2 separate regions of the Anas platyrhynchos genome follow, and region 2 is linked to region 1. A link is a contact called in public Hi-C data. All regions are on one chromosome and are shown on one strand. Each heading gives the region's core, a stretch centred on a gene start, on an enhancer-like site or on the middle of the called end of the contact. The rest is flanking DNA. Distances are from core to core; before and after follow the strand shown.

Region 1 (5,199 bases), core at 1,917-4,416:
CTTCCAAGGCACTTGGTGTCAAATTTACTCTTGTCAGATGTAGATGAATGTTGGCCTTCTGGAAGTTTTAGGTGCTCGTAGTCAGGACTGTGAAGTTCAGCCTTGGGTTCTGCATATCTCCTAAAAATGCCCTGTCAATGTAGGCTAGTAACAGTCTTAATCTTGTGGACAACTGTGTTGTAGACATTATGGCCTATGCAATAGACTTTGATACGCAGGTGTTAAGAATCCCATCACTTTTTATACTGCAGGGAAGTAAACTGAAACAATTACAAATCTCTATTGTTTAAAAAAATAATCAGGAAAATAATCAGTTAAGGCAACACTGATGTCCAGACTAACCTCGCTGCACATATTTTCCATGCAGCCATCATAATATTCAGGCACACTCTCGCAGTTCCCTTTACTTCCAAGATACTGCCCAAGTTACATTTATCATATGTGAAGCCAGAACTTCCAGGGGCTAAAGCTAATGCGTGAAGGACAGACTCCCTGCAGTTAGAACAGTTTTTCTCTAATAATAATGATTAAAATTTAAAATGCTATCTCTTACAATCAATACTTTTAAACAGGATCTTAATTGGTTGAGTCAGTGTGCAAACATATGGTTACATTTCTAGAGAATAATCTTCAGCTTGCTGCTGAAATAAAGTCCAGGCAACTCCACCACTGATTTTTCATGGGACACATGACAAGGTTTGGAGTTTGTTAGCCCGTACATCACCATGCAACATTTGACCTAAAATGACTGCCTTCTCATTGCGTGGTCATTTATTCCTCCTTCCGCTTCAGGTGGGTGCTGCTGCTTTCTGGAGCTACTGTGTGCTTAAAAGAATTGTCACCTCTCTGCTAAAATGGAAAAGAATTGCTCATATGAGGCAAAGAGGTAGGGACTGGCTTATTTCAGACTTGAAAAAAATCCCTCTTCCCCTTCTCTGCCCCACCCCCAGCTCTCGCAGACCTTGTCTCCAAAACCTGCAATCAGAAGATCAGAGCTTCCACTTTATAATGCTGGGCTTCCATTCTGCTGGGGGATGATATGACTAACAATGCTACTCAGGTTTCCTGATGCGAGAAGTCAAATGTGTTAGAATTTGCCCAGAAACCCACGGACCGTGTTGTTCCCATTCAGAGAGGTATCTCCATGTTCTCCTCCTGTTAAATGAAATAAAGGAGTCCAATAGAACTCAGATCCCATGAAAAAGAAATCCCTCTATGGTAAAGGAGGTCTTTGCAAGAAAAAAATGAAGGAAGAAGCTGTGCAGATTGGGGGAAAAAGAAACATTTAAGTACTAAGGAAGTTACACAACCTTTACTACTAACATGGATCCGAAATACAGAATTTTTCAACTCTGTTACCATCACAAGAGAACAAAGAAGGTGTTCTGTGATTTTTCTCTCTCTTTTTCCTTCCCTCATGGCAAGGATAAAGAATTTACAAATGCTCCTGAAAGAAGTCATGAGGTTAAGACTGCACCAGACCAAGACAAAGTGGTGATGAGGTCTTTTACCTGTGATCTGAGTCTTGACTGTGCTGTATATTGCAGAGGTATTATATGTGGTCTTTGGTAGTGGTACTCATCTTTGTCTTACGTAAACTTATCTGAAAACTTGTTATGAAGAAAATAATTGCAATGGGGATTCTACCTTGGAAAGGAAGACTAACTGCAACAAATGCATGAACAAGACACTCCCTCCACAAGATAAAATGAGAGAACCTCCCCTGGCCTGGATGGCATATTATAACTAAGAACTTTGAAGCAAAGCAAAAATGCTAAAAGAAGTCCTAGATGGCCTTCAGAATTCCTAGGAAGGTGCTGGAGTTGGGACACTAAATGTCCTTATATAGCTGCAACAATAGCCACAATTACTTGTTGAAAAAAAAAATCAGAGCTGAAGTCTTGTCCTGTGACTAATGGGGGAGCAAGTGTAAGCTGGAGACCCAGAGTCTCTGTTATTGCAGTCTATCAAGAATCCAAATGACTCATGCAAACAGCCTGCAGTCACAGAAGAACGGATCCAAACTGGTCCTCTGCGTCTCATGAAGTTGTGGCCCACGAGGCGTATGCAAGACCTGAATTTACTGGCCGTGCTGCATTCCTGACGCGCTGCTTCTCCTCCTGCGTCCAGGTGCCGCTAAGCAGTGCCTCCCAGCAGCCAGGGTGAAGGCGTGGGGCATTTCTGCCCGGGCTCTTCTGTGCTCTTGGTGCTTCATGAAGCGTGCTTAGCGTATGGGGAGCTTTATACGTACCTGATGTGGGCTCTGGGGTTTATTTGGGTGGGTAGGAAGTACCTTGCTTGAGCACTGGGTTTGTTTTTGAGTGTTGTGTTGGTGCTGTGAGAGGGATGGCAGGTGGGTGCCTTGCTCTTATGTTCATGGGACCAAAGGGTGGTGGCACCACCAGGAGCTCACCACAGCTTTTGGAGTAAGACTCATGGCGTGGTACCGAAGGCCGGTCACGTAGGATGTTTTCAGGGAAAACACCACACGGATGGCCAAGCAAACACCCCCTAGAAATGCCAGGCGAATCAAAGCTGGGAATACGCGTCCTGACCGCCACCTTGTTTTCCTTGTGGCTTCCTGAAGCAGCAACATCTGCCAACCAAGCAGCTTGGATGGCACCCTGGAGCCGGGCAAGGTGTCTCCAGCTTCTTGGCTGCCCTACACAGGAGCCACACCACAAGAGCTCCCTCAACACCCCTCACCCCGAGGGGGCGCGCCTCATTTCTCCTCTTTAATTAACAAAAAATAAAACCAGAACACCGCTCAGCCCCACAGCCGAGCAGATTCTCCTCAGACACACACCGACGAGCCCCACCGCGGGGCTGTGGGGGTGCCAAGAGGGGGGCACGAAGCCTCTTTTCTTTTTGGGGGGGGGGGCGCTGCGGCAGGGCCCTGAGGCGGCCGGGGCGCACCTGGGCGGCCCCGCGGTGGGCGGGAGGCGGGGCGCGGCCAATGGCGGCGCGGGGGGGAGCGGGGCCGGGAGGGCGGCGCGGAGCCGGCAGCGGGGACGGGGACGGGGACGGGGCTGGGGCTGGGGCCGGGGACGGAGCGGTGGGAGCGGAGCGGAGCTGAGCGGGGCGAGCAGGGGCTGAGCGCGGAGAGCTCAGCGGGGAGGGTAAGGGGGGAGGGAGGGGAGACGGAGCCTGACCTTAAGGAGGAGGAGGAGGAGGAGGAGGAGGAGGAGGAGGAGGAGGAGGAGGAGGAGCTGCGCCGCGGAGGAAGGAAGCGAAGCGCAGGGCTGCTGCGTTTGCAACCTGGCCGCCGCTGCCGGCTCGGGGCTGTGCCTGCTGCTGCTGCTGCTGCTGCCTGCTGACCCTCGGCTGGTGCTCCGCGGGGGGGGAGAAGCCGGCGGCCGCCTCCAGCAGCGGGGAGCGGGGGAGAAGCCGCCGCCACCACCGGAGCTCCGAGGAGGAGGAGGAGGAGAAGGAGGAGGAGGAGGAGGAGGAGGAGGGGGGAGGAGGAAGGCAGCGCCGACCCAGCGGGACGCGGCAACTTGGGGCCACCTCGGAGGAGCCGGAGCCCCAGCCCTGCCCGCAGCGGCGGCCGCCGCCCGGCCGACATGTCGGAGCACAAGGCCACCGACCCCAAGCTGTCGACGACGGACAGGGTGGTGAAAGGTGGGTGCCGCCGCCGGGGCATCGCCCTCCCCGCCGCTCGGGGGTGGGGGGGGCTCGGGGTGTGGGAGGTGTGTGTGTGGGGTATAAAGGGGGTTTAGGGTCGGGGGAGGGGGCTCGGCACAACGCTTGGGGCCGGGGGGGTCCCCCCGCTGCAGCGCCGCCCCCCCCCCTCTCCGCGCCCAGGCTGCGCAGGGCTGGCTGCAGAGCGAGGGGGAGCTCCGCCGGGCATCCCCCTTCCTCCTCCTCCTCCTCCTCCTCCTCCTCCCGGTTCGGCCCCCGAGGGCTCCCCGACGAGGCTGTCCCCCAGCAGGGGCTGTGCTGGCAGCCCCCGGCCCGTGGGGCTGCAGGGGAAGGCGGCCCCGGCCCCCCCCCTGCCTCCCCGAGCCAAACCTTCCGTGTAAATGGCATTCAGCATGTTGTTTATTCACGCTTGCTATTGCCTTTCACCCCCCTTTTATTATTATTATTTTTTGTACCCTTTTTTCCTCCAAATGGAACCGCAGATGCGAGAAATGCAATTGCAGCCATGACACGTTTTTTTATTTTATTTTTTTAACGTGGCTTGGAAATGTATCTCCTCACCGAGATACATCCTGTAAAAATGTAGCATATTTCCAACAAGCAGCTCTATCACGCCAGCAGCAGGCTTCAGAGACCTGAAGCAGCTCGGTTTAGCTGATGCATCCCCTCTCTAGGTACAGCAAACCCTATTGGGAAGGCTTCGTCGCCGTTATGGGGTGGCTGCCCCCTTTTTTTTTTTTTATTATTTTTTTTTGCACTTGTTTAAAAATCTGCCTTGTTCCTGACACATGACCAAACGTCCTGATCTCGTGTGTGACAGAACTTCCTTTGACTGAAGTAGGTGTTCAGCATGAGTAAGAATTGCTGCAGAATTGGAACTGCCATCTCCATATTGACAGCCCCCCCAGTGCTTTGCATCCTAATGGCTTTTGTCAGCAACCACTCTTTTTGCATTATTTTTTTTACATATATAAATTTTTTAAATGTTTGTGATATCTCAAAGCACCGTTTTCTTAGAAAACTCAGCGGTATTGCAGAAATAATTTTATCGTGCAATTAGAAATCGACTTTGGTAAACTGAGAAAGTACTGAACGAAACCGAAATGCTGCTGGGGTGTCTCTCATCTCTGCTGGTGGCTGTCTGGTGTCACTGTGTCACATGAAGATTTGTTTAACCGGTTCATTTTTTTTTTATTTTATTAAACAGTGAGTTCTTTTCAAGGTCTTAAAATAGTACCTGAAGGGGGTAGCACACAGTAAACTGCTTTCTTAGTAGGATTATTCTTTGCTGTATCATAGGCACTCCACACTGCCTTCATATAGACTGTAAGGAAATCTAGCAAGAAAATAATTGGTGGTGATAATGGGGGTAGGAAAAGGTTGCCTTGCTTCTTTTCCATGGGATGTCACTTGTGCTTTCTAGAGGTGAGCAACTGGAGTAGGCTTGCAATGTGAAAATGAATAAGAAATAATCATAAAAAAGGAAATAACACCTTGTTAGCACCCATGCAAGTAGCCAGAGAGTCCTGATACTGTAGAAGGCAGACCAGGTTTTCT
Region 2 (5,199 bases), core at 1,670-4,169, 37 kb after region 1:
AAAAGGAATAATGTCTGCGTGCAGCGTAGCCTCTTAGAATTTTTTCGTGTAGGCTTTTATCCTATTTCTGCGAGAAGAGGTAAAGAAGCCAAGAGGGATCAGACTGAAACTGCCCAGAGCACAGCTTTTGTTGGCACTGGTGCCAGCGCTCTCTAGCTGTGCCTTGAGAGGGAACCTGTTACTTTTAGGTAAAACCAAGATATCAGTCTGTGTGGTCCCTCTCTCTGTGTCTGTAATTTAAAATCAGACCTCAGTGGATGTATGTTAATAGATCTGAAATCTTCACTTCATGAGCAGATCCCGTTAGGGGCCCCGTAGTCCTCGATGGCAATTTGGTTGAGTCAAGTTCTTGTGGGTTTGACCAACATGAGTGTAAGGCAGAAGAGAAATGCGCTTGTCAATTAGAAAATGAAAAATACTTTCAGCACCCTATAAAGGCTGCTTTTCACAGTACTGACTTGATGTTAATGAGGGCGTTGTGCAGTGAGGGTAAAGCAGCTCGTGTTGGTGTCCAAGTGCAAGCTGCTGGGCTGGGACTCCTCACAGTTCAGTCCTGATATGGCATTCGTTTCTGTTCAGAGGGCAGATCCCAAGTTTGGAGATGGCTAATAGGAGGACTTTTTTTTTTTTTTCCCAGAATGGTGTGGGATTTTTTTTGGGTTTGCTGCTCCCCCCCCTCCAACTCTGCTCTGCTCTTTTGTGTGCGTGTGATGATGGGGAGAACAGGATAAAACAGATAACCCTCAGCTCACTTAACCATTGAGATTTATTATTTATTTATTTATTTTAATTGAAGCAAAATACAAACTCTTACACACAAACTGACAGAGCGAAGAAAAAACAAGCTTCTGCATGGTGCCAGGCCTTCAGGATCATGCTCTGTGGCCGAGCAGTACGTTGCGGGCAGCAGCTCAGATGTTGTGCTTGTTCGGTAGTCCTGCTTCCTTGGCTTTGGTTGGCTTTTCTGGTTAGCTGCCAGGCTGTGACAGCATGGAAATGAACAGAGAACGACCGGTTTGGGTTAAGTTAAGGCTGGCAGCCCTCTGGCTCCTCAGGTTGCCATGACTCCGCTAAGCGCGTTCGGCCTCCTGAACGCTGAGACGCCCAAGTGCCCAATGCAGTGTGGACGAGGCTGTGGTAGAGGTTGATTTGCAGCATCAGAAAGCTGATGCTTTAACAGATCGTGAATATTTTTGGAAAGCCTATGTCAGTGGGCTTTGGATTTCCTTCTTGGAGTTGTCCTTTCCATACAACCTGGCTTCTCCAAAGTCGGTTTGTTCATGATAATTCCCAACAGGCCCACACCCCATGGCCTTCAGCTCTTCTCCTGCCAGGAGCCTGGGGCATGGTGGTAGGTGTGAGGGGAGATGCTCTGCCAAGATGAGTTCAAGGCAGGCAGGCAGTGGTTGCATTTAGACTTCTCTTCCAAGCAGCTCTGGCTTGTCTCAACCCCAAGAGCAAAATTCAGGAATAGAAAGTAATTGAGCCTGTGAAGTTCAAGAGGCTGAGAACAAAGTCCTAATAGAGTATCTCCTTCAGTCACTCAGGAGCTGCCATTTCCTTCTGTGGAAGTCGGATGCCATGCATGATATCTAATGTGTCTTTTTGTGGGAGGTGGGGGGGAATCCTTGGGTGACCCAGCCTGCTGCATCCACATCGTTTGCAACTCTCATTTCCATCTCCACAGAGGTATTGTGTCATGAGGTCTCTATGGCTCCAAATTTAGTGTTTGTGACTACTCCAAATTCTTTCTGCATAGCACAGCACTGAAAACCTGTAATTGGTTAAAGTGTTATATTTTGACGTCATTTTTCAACCTCTTCTCTATCCTCTTTCTTTGAAAAGGAAGGGATGCTATTTCAGCAGAGCTGTTGATTATGCTTACAGAATTGTATAACGTGGTGGATACAAACAGTTAATGGCACTACATAAGCTTTTGAACATTATTCTTAAATGTGTTATACTGTTTATACTGTTTGCAATAATGAAATACAGCAGCTGACTTCTGACCCTCACACATCTTTGTAGAGTTGGATTTTTTTTTTTTTTTGCCATGAGTCAAATCTGCTTTTAGTCACATAATAGCTGTATTTGAAGTTCTGAGGTTGTTATCTTAGCACTGGCTTCTAATTTTCTGTATTTATCCTGTAATATTACATAACTTTGCTGTTCTTGCTGGAAGGTAAAGAATCTACATGAAACTTGGGGTAATTATTGACCAAATGTGTGGGCTAATCAGGAGTGGTCTTCTTCAATATGTATATTACTAGGATTTTTGAGCATGTACTAATTTGTGAAGAATATTATTCTATATAATTGCTACTCATGTATCTGTATTTAGGTAGTTTGTTTTTATTCTATAATGAGCTTTGCTTTGTATGGTATCTGGCCAAGTTCAGTAATTAGCAGTTGACATGTCTTAATGAGCACAACAATACATAATGAGTGTTTTCTCTCTATTTAGCTGGGCAAAATGGACTTTTCAGTGCAGACAGGGCAAAGTTGGGAGTGCCCGTGTAACACTGATAATGCGTGTGGTCCTTCAGATGGCAGATTTTTAGGATGGTCTGGGCAGCTGCTGTATTGACAGAAAAAAATCACGGAGCGATGTTGGAATTTCGGGGTGACTATTTTGTATTTGAGGACTTGTAAATTTAGTGCTGTACACCTACGGTACTCAAAGAAATTTTTGGTAAGTGCATGGTTTCACATCTTCTGAGGAAGAGGTGCTATTTCAGCGTGTGCTGCAGTGAGAGAGAGGCTGTCGGAGAGCAGTGCTGCTGCTGCTGCTTGCAACAGCATCCTTGAAAAGCTGCACAGCTGAACTCCCAGCAGTTAAAAATCTGTGGTTGTGGGGGGAGAGAGAGCGTATTGCTTCCCCTGCAAAGGAAGCGAAGATTGTCTAACAGTGCCACCCAGTGATGCCTGCCATAACAGCACACCAGGACAAGGTGCTCTGCCTGCATCTCGGAGGGAACCCAGGGCCATGGGGCACCCAGCTGCAGGCATCATCTGCTTGGCATGGGCTAAAGCTGCATGAAGAGGTTGGGTGTTTGAGAAGAAGGAAGCAAAGCTACCTGTTGGCAAGGTGCACCTGCTTGCAGCTCGAAGGGGGTATCCCATTTAAATACTTGTGTATGTGATTACGCTCTGTAACTAGGTTTTGAGAGAGATGATTCTCAGCCTAGGAAATGCATTTTGTTCCATGTCTTACTCGTGCTGGTGATGTTAAACTGTCAGTGCAGTCAGCCCTCAGTCGAGCTCCTTGACTTGCAGCGTGTACCCAGAGCACAGTCATTCTGAGACTGGGCTCCGTGGACAAATATGGCAGTAATTGAACACAACGGGGCTGCTGAATCAAATCTCCACTAAGTGCTCCTTCCTGATCTCACCTACCGAGCAGTCTTTTTGCAAGCACATACATCTTTTGTGTTCAAAAATCAACTTCTAGATTTTCTTAAAGTGTTAGGAGAAAGAAGAGAGCCTGCATAATTTCTTCTTTAGCTGGCATCAGTCCTCTTGTCTCTTGCTTTGTCTTCTCAGATACAGTGGTGGAGAACAGCAAATCTAGAAAGTTAGATTTCAACTTGCAACAAATTGCCGAGTCCAGAACTGGAATTAGACAGAATCGTAGTTGTTAACCTCTGAAAGCCACCTGGAGAGGTGGAAAGACGCCTGGACTCTGCACAGGGGAGTTGCATTTTAAGACTGTAACAGCAGTCATGACCTGTTGTAGAAAGGTAATGCCAACAAGCTAGAGTGTTTTCACAGACTTGAAACCATTGAGCAGATTGTATGAAATAAAAGACTAAAGGTGATTTAAAAGAAAAGGGTGCTTAGCAGTGTGCTTGTGGTCTGAAAACTGAAAAGGACGTTTCTTACTATTCATACTATTGATGTACAGTCAGTAAAAGTCTCTCTAAGGCTACGGAAGGATGATCAGTCTCCCATTATTATTTACACTTTTTAATACTGTTACAAACTTAAAAAAAAAAAAAAAAAAAGGTGAAGAAAGTTTGTATACTGATGATATCATAGGCAGGTTCTGTTGCTTTGCATAATGTAAAATCTGAATTTCATTATTTCAAATTGTGAAAGGTTAAAATGCATTGTAATATCACAAAGAAGAGCTGAATACTCGTGTACAGACCTTCCTAGGTCTTCCTAGACCTTCCTAGACACATGGAGACACATATCCCTCCTTAAGGAGAGGAGGGATAAGGTAGACACTTTACCACCAGCCTCTGGAGAAAGGTTAAGCTACCAGTGAGGATGTATATGAGCAGTTTTGTTTCAGATTTATATATATATTTTCTTTGAGTGAGAGAGGGGTGGGGAGCAGGCTTGCATGTTGGTAATGTTAAAATAAATAAAACATACTCTGGAAAAAGGGATTTATTTCTTTTTTGGCTTGACAATACATGTGGAGTCCTTTAAAAATCTTCAGAACTGGAGTCCTAAGGCAGGTGCCTTTACATAGATCAGGCTTTTCTGTGGTGTACCATGGAAGTGCCCGCACTGGCACCCAACCTGTGAGCACTGCTTCCTTGTAAGACGGGGTTAAATCCTCAATTTTGTTTGGTAAGCCATGTGAGTGAAAGTAAAAATTGCTTGTAGGCCTTTGTTAGTCTCCCACCTTTTCAATTTCTTGATAGTGGTCAAGACCTGAAGGGATGTCTTTCACACTACTGCCTTTGAAAATCTACAGGTATAAACTGAGTTTGGCTTTTGTGCTGTCTGCTTGGAATTTGCCGAGTCTGTTGATAATATTTTTAGACTCTATTTAAGAGAGTCTCCTGCAGCTCCTCCTGCAGCTCACTCCGTTTCCTTGAAGCTGTTTTGTCTACTGAAATTTTTGCAGTAGATGTAGCTGAATATATTTAGGTATGCCTTGTGCTTGCTGATGATCATCACTTTAAACATCAGGAAAAAAAATCATAAATGCTTAAAAGGGACTGATAGGACAACAAAACCTTTAGATTGATCAGGAAAAGTTAAATAAAAGATGCTAAAAGATGAGTACAGTCACTATAGCCTGTCATAGTGGAATATGGTACTAATTATGGTTTATTTGATGGATGCAGACTGTAGTAGCTGGGAGGCTATAGGGAGCCTTGTCCGTATTTCATGGGTCTGGCTTTGTTTTGCTTTTTCTCTTGCTTTCCTAGCCCAGGGATGCTTTTTATTTGCATTTTCCTG

Evidence for each region. A called contact is a pair of places that touch in the nucleus more often than the background predicts.
Region 2: a contact with region 1 is called in a Hi-C map of subcutaneous adipose tissue, with 3 times the contacts expected there. The contact joins the enhancer-like site here to the promoter of PPP3CA in region 1. A contact is called at or near these places in 4 of 8 Hi-C or Micro-C datasets (liver, skeletal muscle and subcutaneous adipose tissue).

Annotation. Positions count from the first base shown.
Region 1 is chr4:10,279,107-10,284,305 of IASCAAS_PekinDuck_T2T, forward strand. It overlaps PPP3CA (protein phosphatase 3 catalytic subunit alpha), which reads left to right and starts at 3,167. Exons shown (of 16, transcript XM_072036986.1): 1 at 3,167-3,621.
Region 2 is chr4:10,316,777-10,321,975 of IASCAAS_PekinDuck_T2T, forward strand. All of the region lies in intron 2 of PPP3CA (protein phosphatase 3 catalytic subunit alpha), which reads left to right. Among named protein-coding and RNA genes, the nearest start is that of PPP3CA, 37 kb to the left of the region's middle. Within about 2 kb of position 2,920, at least 1 of the 8 cell types and tissues checked has an H3K27ac peak or open chromatin away from gene starts, as enhancers often do. A contact at or near this core is called in subcutaneous adipose tissue, where this site is marked.